Linked DNA regions of Sus scrofa: region 2 is linked to region 1. A link is a contact called in public Hi-C data. All regions are on one chromosome and are shown on one strand. Each heading gives the region's core, a stretch centred on a gene start, on an enhancer-like site or on the middle of the called end of the contact. The rest is flanking DNA. Distances are from core to core; before and after follow the strand shown.

What was found. Hi-C and Micro-C count contacts between places; a contact is called where the count stands out from the background.
Region 2: a contact with region 1 is called in a Hi-C map of heart right ventricle, with 4 times the contacts expected there. The contact joins two enhancer-like sites. A contact is called at or near these places in 5 of 47 Hi-C or Micro-C datasets (embryonic fibroblasts, epiblast stem cells, fetal heart ventricle and 1 more).

What each region holds. Positions count from the first base shown.
Region 1 is chr14:16,050,129-16,055,576 of Sscrofa11.1, reverse strand. No RefSeq gene overlaps it. Among named protein-coding and RNA genes, the nearest start is that of CEP44, 160 kb to the right of the region's middle. Within about 2 kb of position 3,081, at least 2 of the 83 cell types and tissues checked have an H3K27ac peak or open chromatin away from gene starts, as enhancers often do.
Region 2 is chr14:16,142,515-16,147,962 of Sscrofa11.1, reverse strand. No RefSeq gene overlaps it. Among named protein-coding and RNA genes, the nearest start is that of CEP44, 250 kb to the right of the region's middle. Within about 2 kb of position 1,997, at least 10 of the 83 cell types and tissues checked have an H3K27ac peak or open chromatin away from gene starts, as enhancers often do.

The DNA of each region.
Region 1 (5,448 bases), core at 1,832-4,331:
GGAAGTTTTGCCCTTTAAGAACCTAAAATTTCTATGACATACCGAGAAGTTCGCTTGTTCAGGTTCTACTGGAATCATTGGACTAAAATTTTTTCACTGGAAAAATCATCCTGCCTAGAGGAACATAATGTGTTTTTGGTTTTGTTTTGTTTTGTTTTTTACATGACCAGCTATGAAAAGAAGAAAACGTTGTAGAATAAAAACGTTAAGTTCTGGACATTATCTACAATTTGGGTACATCATATGGGAAAACTCATTTATGAGTGATAGCTTTTTAAGACAGGTTTACTATTATACCAAAAATGTCGTAACATTACATTTTTGAGGGGAGAATAACTCCTTTGAATTTTCTAGAATTTTCTTAAAAGGCAATACTATACATATATTCATTGCTTTATAACATATGCCTGATTTTATAACTGATGACATAAGTATATTAGAACAGCAGTATATTAATTAAATACAATTGATATGCCACCACGGACTAAAACTGGTGGCTTAAATGTGAGCTGTAACAGACTTTACACTGAGACAGGAAGTGTCAGTGTCTGTCCACTCAGTGGAATTTCTGAGGCTTAGCAGTGGGGAGAAGAACTTCAGTTTTGTCACTTTCTACCCTTTTCGTTATTATTTAGTTTTTGCAGGTTCAATATTTGATATTTTGGGGAAAATGTATTTACAGCCTCAGTTTCTTACATCATTCTAGCTTCACAAATAAATACTGTCAAACTTAATAGAAACCAGGCAATGGGCCTAGAGTCAATGAAATAGGCTCAGCCTCCCTTTTCTATTTCTTTTTATTGGGTTTTAGGGAAAGTCTATGAAGGAAATTCCAATTGCAAACCCCACTCAGTCAGTTCTTCCAGCCTCAGAGGGAAATGGAAGATCCAGGCTACGTAGTAGAATGAACGGTATTTTTTTCAAGCTAAATTGAGTATGTGAGAACAGCAAATAAGAAAAATTATATTTCAGGATGCTAATGTTTATCATTGTACCACAGGAGTCAGATCAGGTAAGGGATGTTATTTAATCAAAATAATATCTTATCCTATGCTGGATCCATTAACTTAGAACATTACTGAGAGAAAAAAAATCTAATTTTTATTATTATCTGAGTAATTACTGTCAGTAATCAAAACTGTACTTTTCCTCTAATTAATGCAAATGTGGACACTCCAAGTTAATTGGTAATGAGTAGAAAACCTGGAGACTAATATGAAAGAAAATGTACATTAAAAGGACATTTATCATTCTTTAAGCTTTCTTGGGTATGTACTTCATTTAGATATAACTGGAGAAACGAAAGCATTTCAGACTGTTAAAAAGAAACAATACAAGGGTTAGTCAAATGCAGTGTGAAATGAATATTTATGTCTGATTCCCTTACAACACCATGGCTCCCCAGGACTGTAAATAATGGTTTCGTGATGTCAAATGCCTCTGTTCATTTGCATCTATTCTCAAAGTTTCTCTGAATTTTTTAAAATGTAATAAGAGGAAAACAAGTAGAAGGAGACTGAAAGGAAAATTAATATTGGATAGAAAATATTTATCCAAGTATGTGAAGACTAAATGCTGTGTAGTAAGAACATGACTCTGGGGAGAAAGAATAGTTACAATAGTCTAAACAAAATATATACCTACACTTGGGGAAATTCTGTACTGGAGACTACTAGTAGTTGCATTTTCATAAGAAAGTGTGGAGCTCTCGAACAAAACCTGCATGTGCTCCATACCTCTGACACATGTGGAGACTGACAGGTGTAAAGGAATCCACCAAGCTCCTGGTCAGTGCGAGAGAACGACCTGGGCAGTGGAATGGTGTTACAGTTCCATTCTCTCTGCCTCCAGGCATCTCTGCTGAGCTATCATTAATGCAGTAGAATATATAGAAGATTTAGAAAAACATCTAATTCTATGTAGTTCCACCAGACACAGTGACTAAAAAGTGGGGAAGAGAAAGAAGTGAGGATTAACGCCATTGGACCAACACTAGAAGAAGCCACAATTTTAAAGCCATCAATGTTGATCTTTTGATTTTCTCTCTTTGGTTATATCCTCACACCTTTCCAAATCCTCCTCATGTGAGTCTTTGATGGATGTTAAGTAAACTTTCATGATTGGGGAAACTCAAGTTTATCTCTGCCCTATTAGTGGTTACCTGACTTGGAATTACTCCTGTTACATTCATTCAAAGACAATTTCTGGACTCCACCCCCCACCCCCACCCCCCATCGCTTCTTCCTTTTTCTTCCCCACTTTCTGGCCACAGAGGCAGCATATGGAAGTTCCTGGGCCAGGAAATGAATCAGAGCCAGAGCTGCCACCTATGCTGTAGCTGCTGCAAAGGTGGATCCTTAACCCACTGCACCACATTGGGAACTCCACCCCTTCTTCCTTTATAGGATAATCCAAGGCCCAAGCTCAAGTTACTTCTACATGTAACCTAGTTATTATCTCCCATCCATTAAGGACTCCTTTGTCCTGACTACTATCTGTAGCACACACATTTGAAATAATTATATTTAATTTCTCAATTTGTTATTCGTTTTCTAGGATTGTTCATAGATTATTTCAGGTGTATCGATGGCTTCATGATAAACTCCTTGAGGACCCAAATGATATATATTATGGTATTTTTGTCTCACCAAAAGCACAAGTGAAAATTAACATAAACGTAGAAAACCTGAAGGAACAAGATTCAGTACGTTCTTGCTCACTGCACATACTTATGTTTTGTAAGGTCATTCTCTTGCTGTGTTGCCTAATTTCTAATGAACTTAGCAGTGGAAATTATTGTCCAAAAAAGAAAAGAGATCAAACTGGTCAATGGCAGAAGAGGGGTCTTTAGATGAGCATTTCCTGTGGTGCTCCTTGGAATCCCTTCCTGTATTACTCACTTTGCTTGAGATTGTCTAGAAAAAGAACAAAAAGGAAAATAAAAATGACATTGAAATTTAGGACATTTGGAAAAGAATGGGACACTACTTTGAGGAGATAAAAGGGGCAAAGACATGCTGGCATTTTGAAGGCCATTTTCCGTGAGTTTGTCAAATGCCAACTATGCTAATTTAGCATATTGAACCAGTGATTTGGTTTGTCCTGTTCTGGATTTCTATAACATGAGGAAATTATGACTTTAGTGAATGCCTAAAAATTGCAAAGCGCAACCAATCGCGTTTCTTATTCACTGAAAAACACTAAATGAACATAACATGGTTTTGTCCTATTCACGATATTGAAATGGATATTAGGTAGAATAATTTTATACCTCACCTTTTATTCTTTTAATCAGAACCGAATCTTTCCAAATTATCTTACAAGTCATAAAATTACCTCTTATAGAGTGATGTTCCATGTTGAGCTTGTTTGTCAAAAATCTCCTTTGAATTACCAGTCCTAGTCATGAGCCCAAAATATTTATAATTAAGATCTCTGTGGTAAGACGAATCCATTAATGTTCTTATTTATGCTACCCGTAACTGACAGAATTTAAGGAAACTGACAAACATTACCTCAATAATTCTCTTTGCTCAATTTCTATGTAGAAATGATTGAGGTTTCATTCCATTTACAGAGAAGTGCCATATTTAGAGACATTTAGCAAGACATTCCAAAGCTATAAATAAAATTCCAGCTTAATTCCAAATGCAGTTCTGTACCTCAGTAAGTAGAACCATAGAAAATAACTGGCTGGCTGCCCAAAATTAAGGAGTGGGCTAGAAAGTCTTTCTCAAATCCCAGTTAGTGAAATGAGAAAATTGAAATGAATGCTCCCCAGGATGTGGGGAAATCTGCATTATCCGTAGACCAGCTATAATCATTCCAGTTCCCAAGTTAATATTTATAATTAAAATAGATAACTGTGAAAAAGCCTTGGATTTCGTGTCTAAATGCTTTCTGGCAGTGAGGAGAGAGTCCTGCAAAAGAATTACCCTGACCTGCACTTCCCACAGCCCAGAATTAGAGTGAAAAGTGTTAATGTCCCTTACAATTTTTCTTTCTCAATAGCAACATGTTAAAGTCCCAAGATTTCTCATTATATTATTACAATTTTTAAAAATTGCTGGCTAATCCAATTCTGATCTGAAAAACCTTTCTCTAATTAGTTTCTTTGCAAAATTGGACACAGACAGATTGTAATCCTTCATTTACTGATTTTATTTTAATGCTATTACTCAGCATATGTTGGCTACATTAAACCATTACAGTAAAAATTAAAATGAAAGTCATATGATTTACCCCCCTTTAAAAGTGCTGGACCAGTCTAATAAAAGTTGAGTGCCAAATACCAGATGTCTGATTTAAAAGAAATTCTGAACAAAAAGGAAAAACCCTCCCATTATTCTCTTAAGATATTTGGTTGAGATTAATACCATCCAAGGAAAAATAACGTTTATATATTAATATAGCTGCATGGGTATATTCAACTGAAGGAAAAAGATGCCAGGGATAAAAAATGAAATATGAATATGGATCTTGATTTTTTTAGACCTTCATCTGCATAAATAAATTTGTACTGCTTTTATACACTGTCATTAAGCCAACTTGATATTTTAAAAAGAAAATGAGGAGGTTGTTTCCATTTAAAATAGAGAAGATCAAAATAGGAATATAAGGTATAATCAAGAAAGATATTTCTAATCAAGTTTTGCTCACCACTTTTCCTTCAAACTTTAGTTCCTCCTTGTTGTTTAATGATCAGCATCATTTATGACCAAAATCCATTATCTGGGAAACTAAATTGATGTTCTCAGGTCTATAGAAAATTTTTTTTTCAAAAGGAGAGCCCAATAAAAGCAGCTGTCTTTTCAGTTTTCACTTTAACTCAACTGCCCCGTATTCACCACTCCCCAAACACAGTTATTTCCCCCAACTCCAGCTCTTTGCCCACATTATTTTTTTCTTCCAAGAATAGCTTCCCTCTTTCCAACTGTTAAGATCTATGCCTCAAAGCTGATCTCACAGAGCATTCTTTTCACACTTGGCTTTTTTTCCGAGTATTGCTCCCTTCCACGGCTGTGACTGCAATACTGTTAGGGTAGTCACCAGCTAGCTGGTCCCCAAACACACTTGCCTTTCCTCCTGAATACAGCAGGGTTACGTTCCCCAGCCTCCTCCTAGGTGAGGGAGGGCCATGGAGTCACGGGATGGAGAGCAGCCCAATGGACTGCCAGCAGCAGTCCTGACATCCTTCTGTGTGATGGGCTACTCTCTCCTTCTGCTGGCCGGATTTGATTTGGGGATCATCATCCCGCTGGATTCCTGAAGATTCCGTGGCATTGAGCCCACTCTCCTTCCCATCCCCCACCCTCTGTTGCTGACTGAAATTTCCCTAGCAAGAAATTAACTTCTATTTTGCTTGTCCGCTGAGATTTCTGGATTTCTCAGTAGCTGGTGTCATCACAACTGACACAACCAAAATTATGGTGTCTCCATTACTGAATA
Region 2 (5,448 bases), core at 748-3,247, 93 kb before region 1:
CATGCATACTAATGGTTATTCAGAATTGAATCGACAACATTGATGGAGTTAATATCTCTGCTGGCCTTTCACAAAATGCCCTTATTACTCCAGAAGATGGACAAGAACCAGTAGAGACAACCCAGTTTCCTAGCTACCGTAATTTACACAATCAAAAACAGTGCTTGAGTAGCCACTGTTCCTTAAGACACCATGGAGAGGGCACACATTTCAAAAAGAACATGGTACAAGTCTCCCAGGAATAGAATTCATCATATTCTAAAAACAAAAAACAAAAAAACAACAAAAAACAAGAAAAGTCTTTAAAAAATGTCATCTCCAGCCTTTTATTATTTTATGGGCTAATCTGAACACATAAAACTTGTTATTTCTACAAAATTCTCAACAATGATGGCTATAATGAAATTCTTGACAGTATTACTCTTAACACAAACCACAGATAACTTCAAATTGATTGAAATAAAAACGAAAAAGCCTTCTGGATGATAAAAAATAATGTAGTGGCTTTTTGCAAAACTTCCACTTTGATAACTTTATACTGATTATGGAAGTTTTAGTATCACCGTGACTTTCATTAAGTTTTATAATGGTAGCTAAGATAAGTACAGCTAAAAAATGTCCAGAGTGTTCTTGGGTTTAAAGGGTCACTTCCTTAATAGATTGGGGCTGTGTCAAATCTACTTTAAAATGAGATAGCACATATAAAAATACTTCAAAAAGTTAAAAGCACTATATAAATGCAGGACCTTTCATAGATCGAGGCCCTGTTTTGGAAGCACTTAACCATAATTACAAATGCTGATAAATGAAAAAAATAGGACACCAAAAATGCTTTCATTGCCTTTTTCCCCAGTGCAAGTGCACGCACCGAAGAGGAGAAATCTGTTTCATGAGTTAACTTGGCAAAACCATTTAAATACCAAACATGAAACAAGTATTCAAATCTCATTGAATGCTCCCTCCTTCTTTTAGCCTTGTATGAATGTAAGTTTGTTATAATAATAGTTTTAATTATAGTAGTCTAATGAGTATAATTATAAACACGATTTGTCTTTCCAAAATGATTCACTCTTCCAAAGCGATAAGCTATAATGCTAATAAACTTCTCCTAACTTGTTATTCTCCTCAAAAGGTAGGGATGGTTTTGTTTCCTTCCTCACTTTTATAGGAAAAATAATGTACAAACCTTTACTCTCGGGGTAGCATTAAGAATCAACTTCATCCCCCCAAAATTGCTGCGTCCTTGGGCTGTGCCCTTTAAGCTGTGAGGAAGCCCTAGCTCCCTCTACTGGCTGAATCATTATCACCGTTTCTAAGTTGCGTTGACCCAAGACTGACTGACATTCCTCCCCAGAAACTGAGGTGAAAACCGAGAGCTTTGCCTGCCGTGTGCTGGCCTTTCAGAAGCAGCCGTGAGCCAAACAAACCTGGGAAGTTTCTCACCATCTTTAAAAGAAAAAGAAAAAAGCGATTACCATGAATAAAGAGCCCTCAGTGGAAGAAAGAAATTACTTTTCCTAAAAAAAGAAAAAAAAAAAAAAAAAAGGTACCAAGGCGCCTTTTGAAGATGAAAGTACAGATGGGCAGTGCTCTGTATGTACCATATGACTTCCCTCGGGATAAATAGAGATGAAGCAATTCGTGAAATACAGTCACCTAAACTCTCGTGGCTGCTCATGGATGGATATTAAAAAATCCAGTATTTATCTTCCTGATCAACGGCTCATTAGGGCACTCCTACGTGTCGTCAGTGAGGGCAGCCCTGGAGTGGAGGTATTTTAAGTGGCGTGACACATTTTCTTTAGGTTCAGAGGGTTAAACAGGTAAGTGGTTTCACATGTAGGTCTTTCCTAAAACATGAGGACAAAAATGATGAGCTAGCCACTTTTTTAGAGGTGGAGGAAAAAAAATGGGTTAGAATACACAGTCTCTGGAGACACAGGCCCCCAGTAAGTGGAACCTTGTGACGGTGGAGGCGGAGCCAGGCAGCAGCTGGGTTCTGTCACCCTGACTGGGGCGGCCTTGTTAGTGTAGCGTGACCCCCAGAGGGCTCCCACAGATAATACCGGCACCTCTCCCCACTCTAATCTCCCACCCGTCTGAGCAATTCAACAGGAGATAGGGGCATTAAGGCCATATTATTCCAAACAACATTTAGCTGAATGGTAGCTGAAGATTGTGACAGCCAAAGACAAATTCTCCCGGTCAAATGCTTTCCTTCCCAGAAAAGTTTCCTGTTTTAGGATTTTTAAGGCACAAAAAGGTCATTAAAATGAAACCAAAAAGGAAATCCCACACCACCCTTTGCTGAACCTGGGAAGACTTTTCAATCTCAGACAGAATTTGGGGAGCTTCCTCTGCTACTAGGGGCTATAATAAATTCACCAAATATTCAGACTAAGTCAGTCCTTCATATATGTGCTGATTTTGTTGACATTGTTGCGTATCTCCAGATATGGGCACATAGCCGGTTTTTACAATACATCGCCGAATATCCGGTGGCCAGTAGCTGTTTTTGCTGGAATGGGACAGGGTTATAACAAATCTTGGGTCAAAACTCTGAAGCCAGCGACAAAGTACTGCTTCGTTAACAACTTCCCCTGCGTTTAGACCTTATCGAATGTGTTTTCCCACAGCCCCAGTGAGCAAAAGGAAAAACGTTCTTCAATTCTTAGAGCTGATCTTCAGGGCTACGACTCGACTCTGACATTCTTCCCTATTTCAAAGCGGGAATCTAAGCAAATAGATATTTAATGTACATGAGGAGAATTAAGAGTATCCCCTGTGGTTCCTTTTTCTATTTCTATTGTTTTTCCTTTCAAAATATCAGCACCAGGATTATACTGTGATGTTCTAATAATCCAATTTGGGTTTGAAATTCTGGCAATGAGACTTATGGGAAAAAAAAAAAAATCGGCTATCTCTCCGGTAATCTGCAATGCCTGGTGTTCTCAAATAAGATCAGACAGTGATGGGAGATGATGCTTTCCTGTGACAGGGAGCTGTGTTTTGGGAAAGGCTGATTATTCTTTTCATTTTGTCTGCACCCAGCATGACCTGGCTTATATGCAAATATTTGACTGGAGGCAATAGCCAGGGTCTCTCACACTCCCGAGTTTCACCATAGTTATTAATAATGGATAATGCTAATCATTTAAAAAAATCTCCTTTCCAAAAAATGTGTGCTTTGCACACTTCACAGGAGGTTATCATATCAATAGGAGCTGTTTTCTGTATCATTCTTTTAAACATTCTTTTAACAGACTTTTTAATGATAAGGATGAGCTTTACTCTATTGAACAGCATATTACATAGCTTTGAAATTCATACTTCAGTTGAGAAAAATATATTTCCTGTATGTCAACTCAAATAGATTCATTTTGTGTTGTTTTCTGAGTCAAAGAAAGTAAGCTCATTCTGTGTGTGTGTGTGGGGGGGGTATTGGTGAGTCGTGAAGATGGCTAGTCACTCTTGTACACCATAGTAATTCATTTGTTGAATCTGCCCATAAGTCTTAATAGATTATGAAAACATGAATCTATTCTCATTAGAACGATTTCACCAGTTTATTAAGAGTTATATCTTTGGGTCACAAAAACAAAGGGAAAATTTATTAATGATAAACATGCTCACTGTTTCAACCTAATGTGAAGCATGTCACTTTACAACTGGAACTTTGTAATTATCGAGTCAACCCATTTATTTTACTATTTCAGTAACAGAATCCAGAAGATGAAATAATTCTTTTAAAAGCACCTAACTGGTTGTAATGGGAATTCACCGTAGAACCAAGACAGCAGAAAGAGTTTTGTTTCTACTACCTACTTCTACCTGCTGTACTGGACGAATTTTCAGCTATTCATTATAAGTCAGTTAGTAAATAAATGGAGAAGTGGAGGTACAAATATCCCTCTATGGTAAAACTGGATACAAATAGAATTATAGGAAGAGCCAGATTAAAAAATAGGCATATCAGGCAATCTATATACATTGCTGCAATAAATCAGAACTATGATGCCAGGACACTAGGGTTTCTGAAGAACACTTTGTACATAACTGATAAACTATAACTTGGTCCTGCTCATGGTGAAAATAAAAGCATTCCGCACCCACACCAGTCTATCTCTGAGTATTTCATTTTGGCTGTGATTCAGGAGTCGGCAGGGAGTGCCAAGGACATTTAGCTCAAGTTCACAAACAAGTAATACAAGGCTTTATTGAAACAGTGATTTATTTTATTATTGAAATAATTATTTAAATGTTAAATTACTTCATATACTTCCTGAGAAATTGTCTATTCTAGAACACTGAAAAGGCAAAATGAAGAATGAAAAAATGCAGATAAATTAGGAGATTTTATAGACATGAAAGCAGGAGAAAACAAACATGTACAATATTTGTAACTAAACTTTATAGTTACATCTATGCACAATATAGCTTCTGGTAGTGTGATGGAGAAACTTTAAAAAAGACAATTTCCAGACTTTTAAAGTGCTATCTTGTAATGGATAAGAAACTCCCTTTATGATACCAACAGAACAACAAAAAAATGCTTAGAAATATATTTAACAAGAAATACTCTAATTCTACATAAAGAAAACTATGAAATACAACTGAAAGCAAAGTATTCTTGAAGATAGGAAAGAGTTCCTTGTTCTAGGACTGGATGTCTGTCTGAATATTAAGATGCTGGTTTTCTGTTAGTTAATTCATAAAAATACCATATAATACCATAAAATAAAAATACCAATAACCTTTTTTTAAGTAACAGAGCTAGGTGAATTTGTACTTAAGTTCATGTGAAACAATATGAAAGGCAAGCTAAAGAAACACTGAAAGAAAGAGGGAAGCCTAACAATAATAGAACTTAATACAAAGCATCTATAATTAAAACCATATGAGAAAGGAAGGAAGGTAGGAAGGGAGAGAGGGAGGGATGAAGGAAGGGAGAGGATGAAGAAAAGCAAAGGGAGGACTCTTGCTTAGAGAATATTGAGAGTCAACTAGTAAATGTAGAGGGAGTGACACAGAACTGGGAAATCACCGTTTTGCAGCCAACATAATTAAAACTAGTTCAGGCAAAAATTGTCAATGGGAGCTAGATCAAGAGGGAGAAATTTGGAGTTCCCATCGTGGCATAGCAGAAACAAATCCGACTAGGAACCATGAGGTTAATGAACCTGACTGGTAACCATGAGGTTCCAGGTTCAATCCCTGGCCTCTCTCAGTGGGTTAAGGTTACTGTGTTGCTGTGAGCTGTGGTGTAGATTGGAGACATGGCTCAGATCTGGCTTTGCTGTGGCTGTGGTTAGGCTGGTAGCAATAGCTCTGATTGGACCCCTAGCCTGGGAACCCCCATAGGCCACAGGTGCGGCCCTAAAAGGACAAAAGACAAAAAAAAAAAAAAAAAAAAAAGAGGGAGAAATTTGATGAGGAGTGGGGTGTTTG